Regions from separate parts of the Mus musculus genome. Here region 2 is linked to region 1. A link is a contact called in public promoter capture Hi-C data. All regions are on one chromosome and are shown on one strand. Each heading gives the region's core, a stretch centred on a gene start, on an enhancer-like site or on the middle of the called end of the contact. The rest is flanking DNA. Distances are from core to core; before and after follow the strand shown.

The links. Promoter capture Hi-C pulls out the DNA fragments that hold promoters and counts their contacts.
Region 2: a contact with region 1 is called in a promoter capture Hi-C map of neural stem cells. The contact joins the promoter of Cs here to the promoter of Nxph4 in region 1. A contact is called at or near these places in 7 of 39 promoter capture datasets (the 3T3-L1 cell line, the C10 cell line, cranial neural crest and 4 more), 2 of 115 datasets of contacts at active chromatin or transcription factors (T-cell acute lymphoblastic leukemia and large pre-B cells) and 1 of 9 other capture datasets (adipose tissue).

Annotation. Positions count from the first base shown.
Region 1 is chr10:127,531,196-127,537,032 of GRCm38.p6, reverse strand. It overlaps Nxph4 (neurexophilin 4), which reads left to right and starts at 2,474. Exons shown (of 2, transcript NM_183297.2): 1 at 2,474-2,657. The coding sequence starts at 2,601.
Region 2 is chr10:128,334,274-128,340,110 of GRCm38.p6, reverse strand. It overlaps Cs (citrate synthase), which reads right to left and starts at 2,384. Exons shown (of 11, transcript NM_026444.4): 1 at 2,152-2,384. The coding sequence starts at 2,193. It overlaps Gm51822 (a long non-coding RNA gene), which reads left to right. Exons shown (of 2, transcript XR_003949053.1): 2 at 1-2,972.

The DNA.
Region 1 (5,837 bases), core at 1,225-3,724:
CCCTCCTTTTCTATCATCAATTTTATCTCCAACCTCATCCCTGAAGCCCGGCTATGAGATCTTCCTTGCTCCTCCAGACTCCTTATGACTCTGGGATGAGCGATCCTGCTGGGAATAAAATGGGGGTGGGGGTGGGGGTTGGGGGGGGGTCATTGTTGATCCTTAAATGTTGACTTGTGGCTCTTTCTGGCCACCAGGTGGCGTCTACACTGCTGTAACACTGCTTATCCTAAAGCTCCCCACACTAATTATGCACCTGCTGCCGAGGACCCTAGCCCAGCCTCTCACTTCCTTCCCTGGGGCTATTTTGCGCTGACCCTTCTACCCTCTGTCAGCCATCTTCCTTCCCTCCCCCAGAGTCTGCTCATTCCCCACCACCAGTAATCCCACCCTCTCCACCCCTTCCTTCTGCCAGCCTGCATCTGTAGCCCCCCCCCCCCCCGGAGCCACTGATTCTCTGCCTGTCACCTCAAGATCTCGGGTAGAACAAGACAGGCCCCCAACTGCTGCTTTAGAAAGCCTACCCCTTCGTTAGCACCCTCCCTCTCTGGCCAGGACCAGAAGGGTGCACTATCTTCAACCAAGCCAAATGCAAGGGAGTCTCAAAAACCAAAAAGGACACTGACTGATTCAGATCAGATTGAAAAGCAGATATTCTTAGATGGAAAGAGTCAGGGACAGAGGCAAAGACCCAGAGATAAGTACTGTGCACATGTGTGTATGTGTGCATGCACTTGTAATCTCTGAGAGAATTGGACGGCCTGAGATTAGCTAAAACGATGGTGATGGGGAGGGTCAGGTCTCCTACAGATAGATACTTTGGCCGTGGGCTTCTAGGCACCCAGGATGTGTGACCACCCTTTGCCTTCACCCAGAACTAAAGCAGCTCCTTTGCTTAGGGTCAGCCCTGGCCAGCCATTTGGCCTTGTCCCTGACACTTTGTCTCATCCTGCCTTTATTCGTTCAGCCCTGACTGCACCCCAAATCGCTGCTCCCTGGTTTTTGTCTCCTTGAGTGTCACCAAGTACACCCCTGTCCTTTCCCTGACCCTCTTTTCAGTGTCTGTCACTTCCTGTGTGTCTGTTATTTTCATATCCCTAGGCTTGTCTTTCAGATTGCCTGTGTGTGTGTGTGTGTGTGTGTGTGTGTGTGTGTGTGTGTGTCCCTGTGGGTATTTGCCTCTGTCAAGGCAAGAGGTACTTTGGGTACCTAGCTGTTTCTGTATATCACTGTATGCTACTGTGTGTATAAATCATGTGTGTCCGTCTCTGTGTGCTTATGTGCCTCTGTGTATGCTGGTCTGTATGTGAAGTGGCCTCACTGCTACAGTGTAGCAGGGTACTATTACAGTGGGGTAAGACTGGAGACACACCTTGGGATGTGTGTCTGTCTCTTCATCTCTTTGCATGGTCCTATCTCTTGCTGTCTAGGTGTTGGTCATACTACCTACTCAGCCTCAGACACAGCGCATAGCAACAGCTGACAGCTGAAGACTCCCTGGGTAGGGGAGAGAGAGAAAGACCAGTGGGAGGAGGAAACACGAAGAAACAGCCCTGAGGATGAGAACAGAGACCGTGCTGGAGCTGGGGACAGAGAGAGACAAGGACAGAGATAGACAGGGAAGGGGACGGGATGAGAAGAGCTGAGAGTGGAAGATGGGATTGTGGGAGAGAAAGCACAGGGCTCGTACCAAGAGGGGCAGAAGGCACTGAGGACTTCCTGCCTAGCACCAAACAAGGGTGCTCTGGATCAGGCCAGGGTCAACAGTGCGGATCAGGGGCTAACTTAAAAGAGCCGGTTTAGCCAAGGGGTCCGGGGGCCGCAGAGGTGCCGCGGGGCGGGGACAGGGCGGCGGGCGCCGTTTGTCAGCCCTATTGACAGACGTGATGGGGTTTCCGTCCGTGATCAATGATTCTCATCTCCAGGCCGAATGAGCCGCGGGGCGCCCATCCATCCCCGTCAGCGCCGCGCTCAGTGCTAGTCGCCCGAGGCCCCGCCCGCCCTCACCTCGGTCCCTGTCCGGATCACTGCCCTAGACCTACCTCTGCCAGGATTATAGAAACACCCCCCACCCATCCACCTCGGGCATCACAGGACAGGGTCCTGCTGCGTTCCCTAGCCTGTGTATGGGAACTCATGCTCCGCGACGACCCCTTCCCGCTCACAGTTCAGGGCCTAGAGTCCCACGCCCTATTGTAGCCCTCATCTGCCCCAAGACCTGGCGTCTTTGGGGTGCTGCTCCCCAAACCCCTTGCCCCTCTCCAGCTTCACACCTGAGCCAGGGGTGTGTCCAGGGTGTGTCACGGTGAAAGTCACCTTCCTTGCCCCCAGCTGGGCGGGAGGGGGCGCGCGGGGCGCGGCCGGGATTGGAGCACCGCGGAGCCCCGCCCCCCCACCCCGCCCGCCCGACTCAGACCCAACTTTCTCCCCCGCCCGCGCCCCGCCCCCAGCGCCTTGCTCCGCTCCGCGCTCAGTCCGCGGGCCGAGCCGCCCGCTCCCGCTGCTCGCGCCGCCGCCCTCTGCCCGGCGTCCCTCACCCTGAGCCCAGTCCTGCCGGACTCGGGACCCGCCCTGCCCGACCCGCTCGACCGCTCGGGAAGATGCGGCTGCTCCCGGAATGGCTCCTCTTGCTCTTTGGTCCTTGGCTCCTTAGGAAGGTAAGGGTGGCAGAGCCAAGGTGCGGGGTCCGGGACACGAAGAACACTGCATGCCAGGGGGCTCCGCGCGTCCGCCCCGCCCCCAGGACTAAGCGTCCCAACTTTGTGCGTCGTGGGGGACGTGGACAGACAGACTGCCCGCTTTAGGACTGGCATGCACCCAGCAAGTTGGCTGAGGGTTAGAAGAAGGTGCAGGGTGGAGGCCCGGCTCCAGTCGGATTCAGGCGCGACGGGGGGAGGGGACGAAGCGCGACCCGCGAGTGCGCCAGACAGAGAAGGAGTGCGAGACAGACAGACAAGCCAGCGGGTGTTAGCCTAGCCTTCTTTCCGCACCTACCTCGCTTGCCTCCCTCTGTCTGTCTGTCTGTCCTTCCACCTCTCACCCTCCACCTTCCCATTCCTCTTCTCCTTGTCACAATGCCAGGTAAGCTCTGCGATCCGAGCATACATTATCCAGGCACACGCGCTTACACGGACCCACACCAGCAGGGCTGAACTTGGCTACAATCTTCCATCCCATTTCCCGCGGAGACACCATCTCCCCTGCATAACCTCACAGACACACCCCCCTCTCACGCCTGGTGGTTGTTGTCTGGGAGGGGAGTCTCTCCTTACATCTCCTTCCTGCCCCCACCCTTCTCACTGTCTCTTTTCCTGGGGTTTCTGGGTGAAGACCCAAAGGCTAAAAGGGCCCAGAGCTCATCCTGCCCGACTCTTGCCTTGAGATCTTCAGCCCATATGGGCTCACAGTGCGGACATGGAGTGTATGGGTTAAAACCAGCCCTTGTATGCATGTGTCCAGGGAATCCAGGCACTGGGACCCAAGGTGAATGTCTATGTTGGCATGCCATGGTGGAGACATTGTCTTTGCATGGTTGATTGTGCCTGCTTCAAAGCACTGCCATCTATTTGTGCCCTGAAGTGTGACCCACAAGGGTAGTTTAGACTCTGCCCCCAACTTCCTTTCTCAACTATGACCTACCCAGTTTAAGGGCAACCAGTTGGCTCCACAAGCCCTCACTCTTGGACCTCAATCCCCAGTCTTTAAGAGAAACCAGTAATTCTCCTCCAAAACGCTTGGACCCCAGGCCTGGTGTGGTGTCCTCATAACTACAATAGGGTAGACACTGCCCCAGTGAGCCAGTTAGTAGAGCCCTTGGATTCTCCCAAGCCTATCTGCCTAGTGACCTTGAGAGAACGGAAACTGGGCAATAAATAAATAAATAAATAAATAAGAAAGAATGAACGAATGGATGGATGGATGGATGGATGGATGGAAAAAAAGAAAGAAAAGAAAATAGCCCCCTAGTGTGAAAAATGCTGCCTTTGGCAAGAGCTTTCTTTGAACCTGAGGCCTGGTTTGTACCCAGGGAGACTGCAGGAGAAGGTCCAGCCCCAAACAAACCACAGTATGTGAAGGCCTGGGGTCACAGAGGAAGGAAGGATACATTGCCCTGATCCTTCCCTCCACCCCCACCAGCCTTCTCCACTCTCTTCGCATCAAATTAACTCCCCTGTGGACAGATCTGGTTTAATTTCCTTTGCCCCCTGAAGAGGAAGGAAACATCTGGTAGAGCCTTGAGGGAGAGTAAGCATGAGGATGATAGGAGAGATGGGAATCTGTCTTCCTGTGAGAAGGCTGCAGCTGTGGGGTGGCTATGTCGGAATCAGCAGGGAAGTGCCTATCTGGCATTTGGTCCAGCCTGTGGACATGTGAGGGTCTATGTTTATGTTTGGTTTCTGAATACCTGTTACTTTGCATAGGGTCATGTAAGGAAATCTGTTCTCCAATGGACTTAGGAGAAAAACAGTGGGGCGTGTGCACATGCACAGAACCCCCACCCCCCGGGGTCTCTGATGTATTTGCATGCTGGAACACATCTGTTTTTTTGCCTGTGAATCTGGGTCTGGGAGTGTGCTCATAGCTTCAAGTGCCAGCAATCACGGATTGTGAGCCTCAGAAGGGCTCACCTGATTGTGAACGCATACGTGCACTCCTGAGTGTGCCTGCGTCCAGGGATATCTTGATGCCAGAATTGGGAGTGAGCATGAGATAAAGCTGACACTGGGTTGAGCTTTTGATGGGCACAGCTCTTGAGATGGCTCTTGGGGAAATCTTGACCATCGATGCTGCCCGCCCTGCCTTCCCGAGGACTTCTCTGCTTCTTCCTCTACTTTCCAGCTCCTGAGACTCCTCACACGTTCTGGTTCCCCTGGTTTCCATTGCATCTAGGGCTCTGACTTCTGGACTGGACTGGCTGCTCAGGATCTTTCCAATACAATCTTCAACCTCCTTTCCCTCCGTATCTCTGTCTTCCTTGCCCCTTGCCAAAGCAGCTGCCTACTGGGAAAAACAGCAGGCGATCAATAGTCACTAATCACTAATCACTAATTACTAATTAGCTGGGGGAGGGCAGGGGCGGGGGTCCTGTGGGACTTTTCAGCTCTATCCTGCCTCAGGGAAGGATTACAGCTACACCTCTCTCTCTCTCTCTCTCTCTCTCTCTCTCTCTCTCTCTCTCTCTCTCTCTCTCTCTTGGTCTAGACCAGCCACAACCCTTGTGCCAACCACCACCTCCTACCTCCTTACCCTCCTCAAGCCCCCTAACTAATCTCTGGCTGGGCCACTTAGGCACGCACAGCCTGGGCTTGGTCCCAGCGCTGCTGGCTGGGATTTGGGGGTAATCAGGGGCGGCAGCTGGGCCAGGGATACTGGAGGATGGAGTCTAAAGTGACAGCCCCCTTGGGCCAGAGCTTGCAGCTAAACCTCACATCCTGAATGGGAGGGGCGCCACTGGAAAGGAGAATTTCCAGGGGGTCATGGTTGGGCTGGGTGAGGAGCTAGATAGAGCTCTAGAAGGAGGCGATGGTGAAGATGTTTGATAAGAAAGCAGACAGCAGGTAAAGAGGAGTCACTGGGGTCAGGGACCCATGGTCAGAGAGTGGCAAGATAAACCTTGATAAGCCAGCAGGTAGGTGAAGGGACCCTTGGAGGGGTCACTAAGGATTAATTGGCAAGGCGCTAGGGAACTTCGAATAGGGAGAACCCTGTAACCAAGGATAGGCGTGGGCAAGGGGACAAGGTTAACAGAGAAAGGGTCAGGTTGTGATGAGAGGTTTTCTGGTTCAAGCTCAAAGGGGCTCCCAAGATGTACAGTAGAAAAAGCGAACCGGGATAGG
Region 2 (5,837 bases), core at 1,135-3,634, 800 kb before region 1:
AAACCTGGTTCCTGACAGACTGACTGGCAAAGGATACCCTGAGGTTCCATCTGACTCCACTCTTCCCTCGACCGCAGCACAATAAGGGTCATAGGTGATGTAACTAAACGTGGCCTTTAGGTGGAGGTAGGGATTTGAACTCAATCCTTATGCTTACACAGCAATCACTCACACTTGTGCAGTCTGTGCATCTGTGAAGCCCAGGATGTCCTTGAATTTGTAATGATCCTCCTGTCTAAGCCTCCCAGTGTTTGTTTTACAGTTGAGAGTCCCCATGTCCTGTTTCTGGGCTTTGCTGATTTTTTTGTTGTTGTTTTGGGTTTTTTTGTTTTGTTTTTTGTTTTTTGTTTTTTGTATACAAAGTTTCTCTGTGTCGTCTTGGCTATCCTGGAACTCACTCTGTAGACCAGGCTGGTCTCCAGCTCCAGATCACAGAGATCCACCTGCCTCTGGGATTGCAGGCAAAGGTGTGTGACATCACCACCTGGCTGCCCTTGCTGATTTCAAGAGTAAGCCTCACCTCTTGGGAGAAGCAGGTAGCTCAGGATGGCCTCAAACTTACTATGTACCCACTGTCTCCGTTTCCTCAGTGTTGGGATTACAGCCACGTACCATCATGCTCAGTGCAAGGCACACTGAGATTCAAGCAACTCAAGCAACTTGACCAACAGAGTACAAAAGACTAGCAAAGTTTCTGGGATCCTCAACTTCACTTCTAACATAAAAGTAAAGAATGACAACACAAATGTGGCCCAGTCACCCTCCCAAAGCATTATGACATTTCCTAGGGCTTTATGAAGCAAGATAAACTAAAAAAAAAGTAAAACCAAAGGCTTTTTCAAGTTCACTGTTGTGTTAGACTATCTGGTCTGGGTTAGCAGCTCCTGAACCGATCTAATTATAGGTCCACCATTCTGCCAAACACCGTCTAGAACTTGCTTCATTTCCCAAGAGGTTTCCTTACCCAGTTCCCTGGCAGCAGCAGTAGCAACAGCCAAGTAAGACAAGTGTCTACCAAATAACCAGTCTCTACCTTGTTGCCAGACACAGAAAAGCCCCAAGATAAACCCTACAAGTTTTGTGGTACATCTGACAACTATGCATCTCACACAGAAAGTTAATACCATTCTAAGTCTTTTCTTTCCTCCAGGTGTACTTTGCTTCAAACTATCTACTGATGAGAAAAACCTATTAGTTCCTTTAAAACTAAAACAGAAGCCAAGGTCATTTGTGGGACTGTCCCCACTTGGGTTAGAGCTGAAATTCCCTCAGCATAGCTGGGTCTCTGTTTAAAGGCCCAAGTTATGCTGAGCAAAAAAGTAGTGATAACGTGAAATTAAGAGTTATCCCTACTTGGACTTGAACTTCAGAATTCAAAAGGCAAACCATCAAATTAAAGGGCCGCCAGGGAATAAGGGGAAGTACTCCTGGTAGGTAGTAGAATTGAGTCATGTGACCTTGGTGTTACTACCTCACGCCTGTCTTCATTTATTGGCCTGTAGCTTGGAGGAACAACCTTTCTGGTTCTACCTAGAGCCTGATGTGATACATAATCAGCAGGTTTAACAGAAATGCCCCACCCTATTCAAGCTCCTCCTATATACATTAAGTGCAGGAGTCCCAAGGACAAAGAGGAGCTGGGGGGCTCTAGTCCCCTAACAAAACTAAAACGGCGGGGTCACTTACAGGCTTCAATTACAGTGAGGAAAGAAACAGGTCCTGACAGGACTCACCCTACAAAGCAGAGCCCAAATTAGCCCCAGTGACCAAGTGAGCATATTTATACATCCCCCACTCCTCCTCCAACAGTTCTCTCCCTAATTCGGGGGACCACGCCACATCTTTGCTCTCTGGCCTTGCAGCCAGGGCCCTGCATCCCTCGCTTGCACCTTGGATACTTGATATGACAGAAGGCGGGCCTCCCGGCCGCCGGGGGCTGCAGGCCGGGGCCGGCAGCGTTCACCTTAGCCGGAAGGGCACGCAGCACATGGCCTAGGAGCTCTGGGAAGGGTTGGCGGCTCGCCAGGGTCGGGCCCCTTTAAGGCGCGGAGGGCTGCGCTCCGGTGTGGGAGGGAGAGCCGGTGCCGGAGGCCCTGCGGTCGCCTCAGCCCCACCCCGCGCGCCACGGCGCGCTCCCTCCTTTAAGCTCACCTTGGCTCCCAAGAGCCGGGTTGCTGCAGTGAGTAGAGCCATGGCGGGCGAAACTCCGGGACCTGGCGGGAAGGGACCGAAGGGAGAGAGCTACAGCTGCAACAGGAGCGGTCGCCGCTGTGATGGAGACCGCGCCAACCGGCGGACAAGGTTGAAAGGAGGCGGCTGAGGGGAAGGGTAGACAAACCGGCACAGGCGCCCAGCCCAGGGTCCTCGGCGAGGCCCCGCCCTCTGCCCGAAACTTGAGCCCGCCCCCCTCCGGCGACCCACCCCGGCCTCGACCATTGGCCCAAAATGGAAGAGGGGCGGGATCTGAGCCTTTGACAGATGTTATCGCGGGGAGGATTGGACCGTACGGATTAGGCTAATTAGGAGTGGGTGGGAAAGGGATTGTAGGTGTCTAAGGATGTGCCTGAGAACTCAGTTAACTTCCTTCTTTGGCTTTTCCCTTTGCCCTTAACACATTTCGGGTTCTCCGGAGAATGCTGAAGATAAAGCTCCAGCACGCGACGTTTGAAGGTCACTGAACACTGCAACTGACCATTGCACTTCCTCTACCTGCTTGGCATGCTTTCTTAAAGAATGTCTTTGGTTAATGACTTCATGGCCGTGGAGGTGACATCACGCAGAAAGCCCGCTATGATGCCAGAGTTAGTTGCTTGATGGTCATTTGTGAACAGAAGAAATCTTGAAATTACAGATACTGACCCCGTTATGTGGAGAAGAGCAAAACCAGAAGCCTGAATGTTTAGTGATGTTTGTGAACTATATGGAGTCTAAGTCTTACAAAAGCCCCCTTAATATGAAGGAACCTTTCAGTCTTTGGGTCCTGGGCCTTATGATTCTGACATTCTTCATAAAACCCCATATCATAAAACCCCATAGAGCCAGCCCACCTCAGACACAGGATCAGGAGCTGCAACTCTCCACTCAAGATCAGGTGTTAGACACTCTCTTTTCGTCCCATCATTCACAGTATTTCCAAAGGACTCGAGGACGTTTATCCTACTTGGCTCTCTCTCTTATTTCTCCCTCAGAAAACATTGCAGTGAATGACACAAGGATTTAATGATCTTACACATCACTCTTAAATGCCCCGGGGTAGAACACCTCAGAACTTCTGTACTTTCCTGTGCCTACTGTGAAATTGGCCTAAGGGTGGAGAGAAGCTGACCCAATGATCAGAGCACCTTATCTGTAACCACCAAGCCTCAAATGTACAATCCTTTTATCTCACCACATGACAGTAACAAAGTGCAGAGGTCTCAGTATCCATGTAAGCCAAGTTCAGATAGTCCTTGTTTATAGAGGATGTAGTTTGTGGCTTAGACTTGGAAAAGAGAAAGAAAACCCCTATTTCCTCAAGTTTTCTCATATACATATTCATATCTGCCCAGTAGTGTTGTTCTAGCTTGGAAGTCAGGTAGTTCTTATGAGAGAACTTTATCAAGAGAAGCTGCGCCTCTTGAGAAGCAATAACCTTAGACCACCTCCCCGGGGACTTCAAAGCTTCACTGATCAATATTGGCTCCCAATTTAGCATCTCACATGGGGTTTCCTCATAACCCCAGAATAGTCTGACCTGGTTCCTTCCCCCATAGTTAATTATCCACAGAGACTAGCTAGCAGATCAGAGGCCTGAACTCCAGTGCCGTAAGTAACCAGAGGCTGTCCCCATCAGGTGAGGCTGCTGAAGGGACAATTATTGGGTGGCCATAATGGTAACTGGAGTTTTAATAACTACAGAGAGAATGCCATCCTTTTTAAGCCCCTTGATAGGATTCTGTACTTTAACGTCCAATTTTTATTTATTTGAAGTTATTTAATCCTGATGTCCATTGTTATAAAATCAATGTGAAAGCCCAGAGATGAAGGGGGTTAAGTGGTTTCGCCCAAAAGCTGAGTCTGTATCAGTCTGTCCCTCATTGCTGGGAGTGAATGCGGTTTGTAACATGCTATTACTAATACTCAAACATCAAACCACACCCCTAGCCCTACAGTTTCTTTCTGAACATAGGTGGGAAAGTTAAGACTGGCATGAATATAACAGCTAAGAAAACTCTAGGTCCAAATATACCTGCATGAGAACAGGAAGGGGCCACAGAAAAGACTTGACATAATTGTGACCTTGGGAAGATTCAAAATGCTCAGGGACAACGGTGCCCCCTGGTGGTCAAGATCAAGTGGGAGAATTCGGGCTCTAGAATCGTCTTAACATTATCTCCTATAGGTAAACAAACTTCAGTAGACAGTAGACAGTAGTTTGCTCTCTCTCTCTCTCTCTCTCTCTCTCTCTCTCTCTCTCTCTCTCTCTCTCTCTCTCTCTGTATGTGTGTGTGTGTACAGGAACGTGTATATGGTTACATGAGTCTCACATATGCTAAGCCATGAGCTACATCAAAGCCCTGTTTTTAAAAATGGTGAGGAACCAGGAATGGCACATGTATCTATAACCCCAACATTTGGGAGGTGGAAGCAGGAAACTCTGGAGTTCAAGGTCATCTTTGGCTACACAGTAAGTTCAAGGATGGCCTGGAGTATATAAAGAGATCCTATCTAAAAGAAAAATTAAATTTATTTTGAGGCAAAAAAAAAATCTCGCTAAATTGCTTAAGTTGGTGGAGAACTTGTGATCCTCCTGGATCCCAGGCACACACACACTGCCACGCTTAGCTGAACAAAGCTACAATGCAGTGCTTACTGTTTCAAGTCACTATCTAACTATAGTGCATGAGTCACCTTAATTAATCCTTGCAACTCTATAATATGTAGGTAATAGTACCTTTAAAGAGAAGGCAACTCAGATAAAATGTCCGGCCAAGGGCCATTGCTCATAGCTGGCCTAGCTAGAATTCACAACCTCATTCCAGAGCTCACGTCAAGCTCTGCCAAGCTTTACCATCTACTCCCTAGCTACCAGGAATCCAAGGCACCCTGCATACTGGGCAAATGTCGTTCCACTGAACCACACCCGGGAATCACTGTCTGCAGTCTCCTGGAGACATCAGCACAATGTGTTGCTATAAAGGTACTTTAAAAGATAAGAACTATGCAGTTTCGCCCATCTGTAAAACCTTTGCACATCCATAACTGACGTAAGGAACTGGAGACACCCACCCTAGAACATATACAGATAAGGAAGAGAGAGACAGAGACAGAGACAGAGAGAGAGAGAGGGAGAGAGAGAGAGAGAACGGTGTAGCAGCTGAAATGACTTTGGTGAACAAGATAGCAGAGCTCATGAATACTAGGAGAGCATTAAACACGTGAACTACAACCTCAACCCTAAAATATTTTGAAGAAACAGGGTCTTAAACTATTGCCCAGGCTGACTTCAAATTCCTAAACTCAAGCAATCCTTCTGCCTCATCCTTTCGAAAAACTCAGGCAACAGGCATGTACTACTGCACCCAGCTCTAAATCAGGCTGCTTCTTTTAGACAATTCAGCCCTGACTATCCTCTTTCCTAACCCTCAAAATGGGAGTCTGATGAGAAACAGTCTGGAAAAGGGGACCAGAGGACGCAATGCTTCTACACTGGTGATTGTTAGAACCCTGCACTCGCACATCCAAGCTCCCAGGGGGGTTTGCAAACACATCTTAGAAATACTACTTTATACAACTACTAGAGAATACATGCAGACTGTACTTCCTAAAGTGAGGTGTAGCAGACAGATCACTGGCTA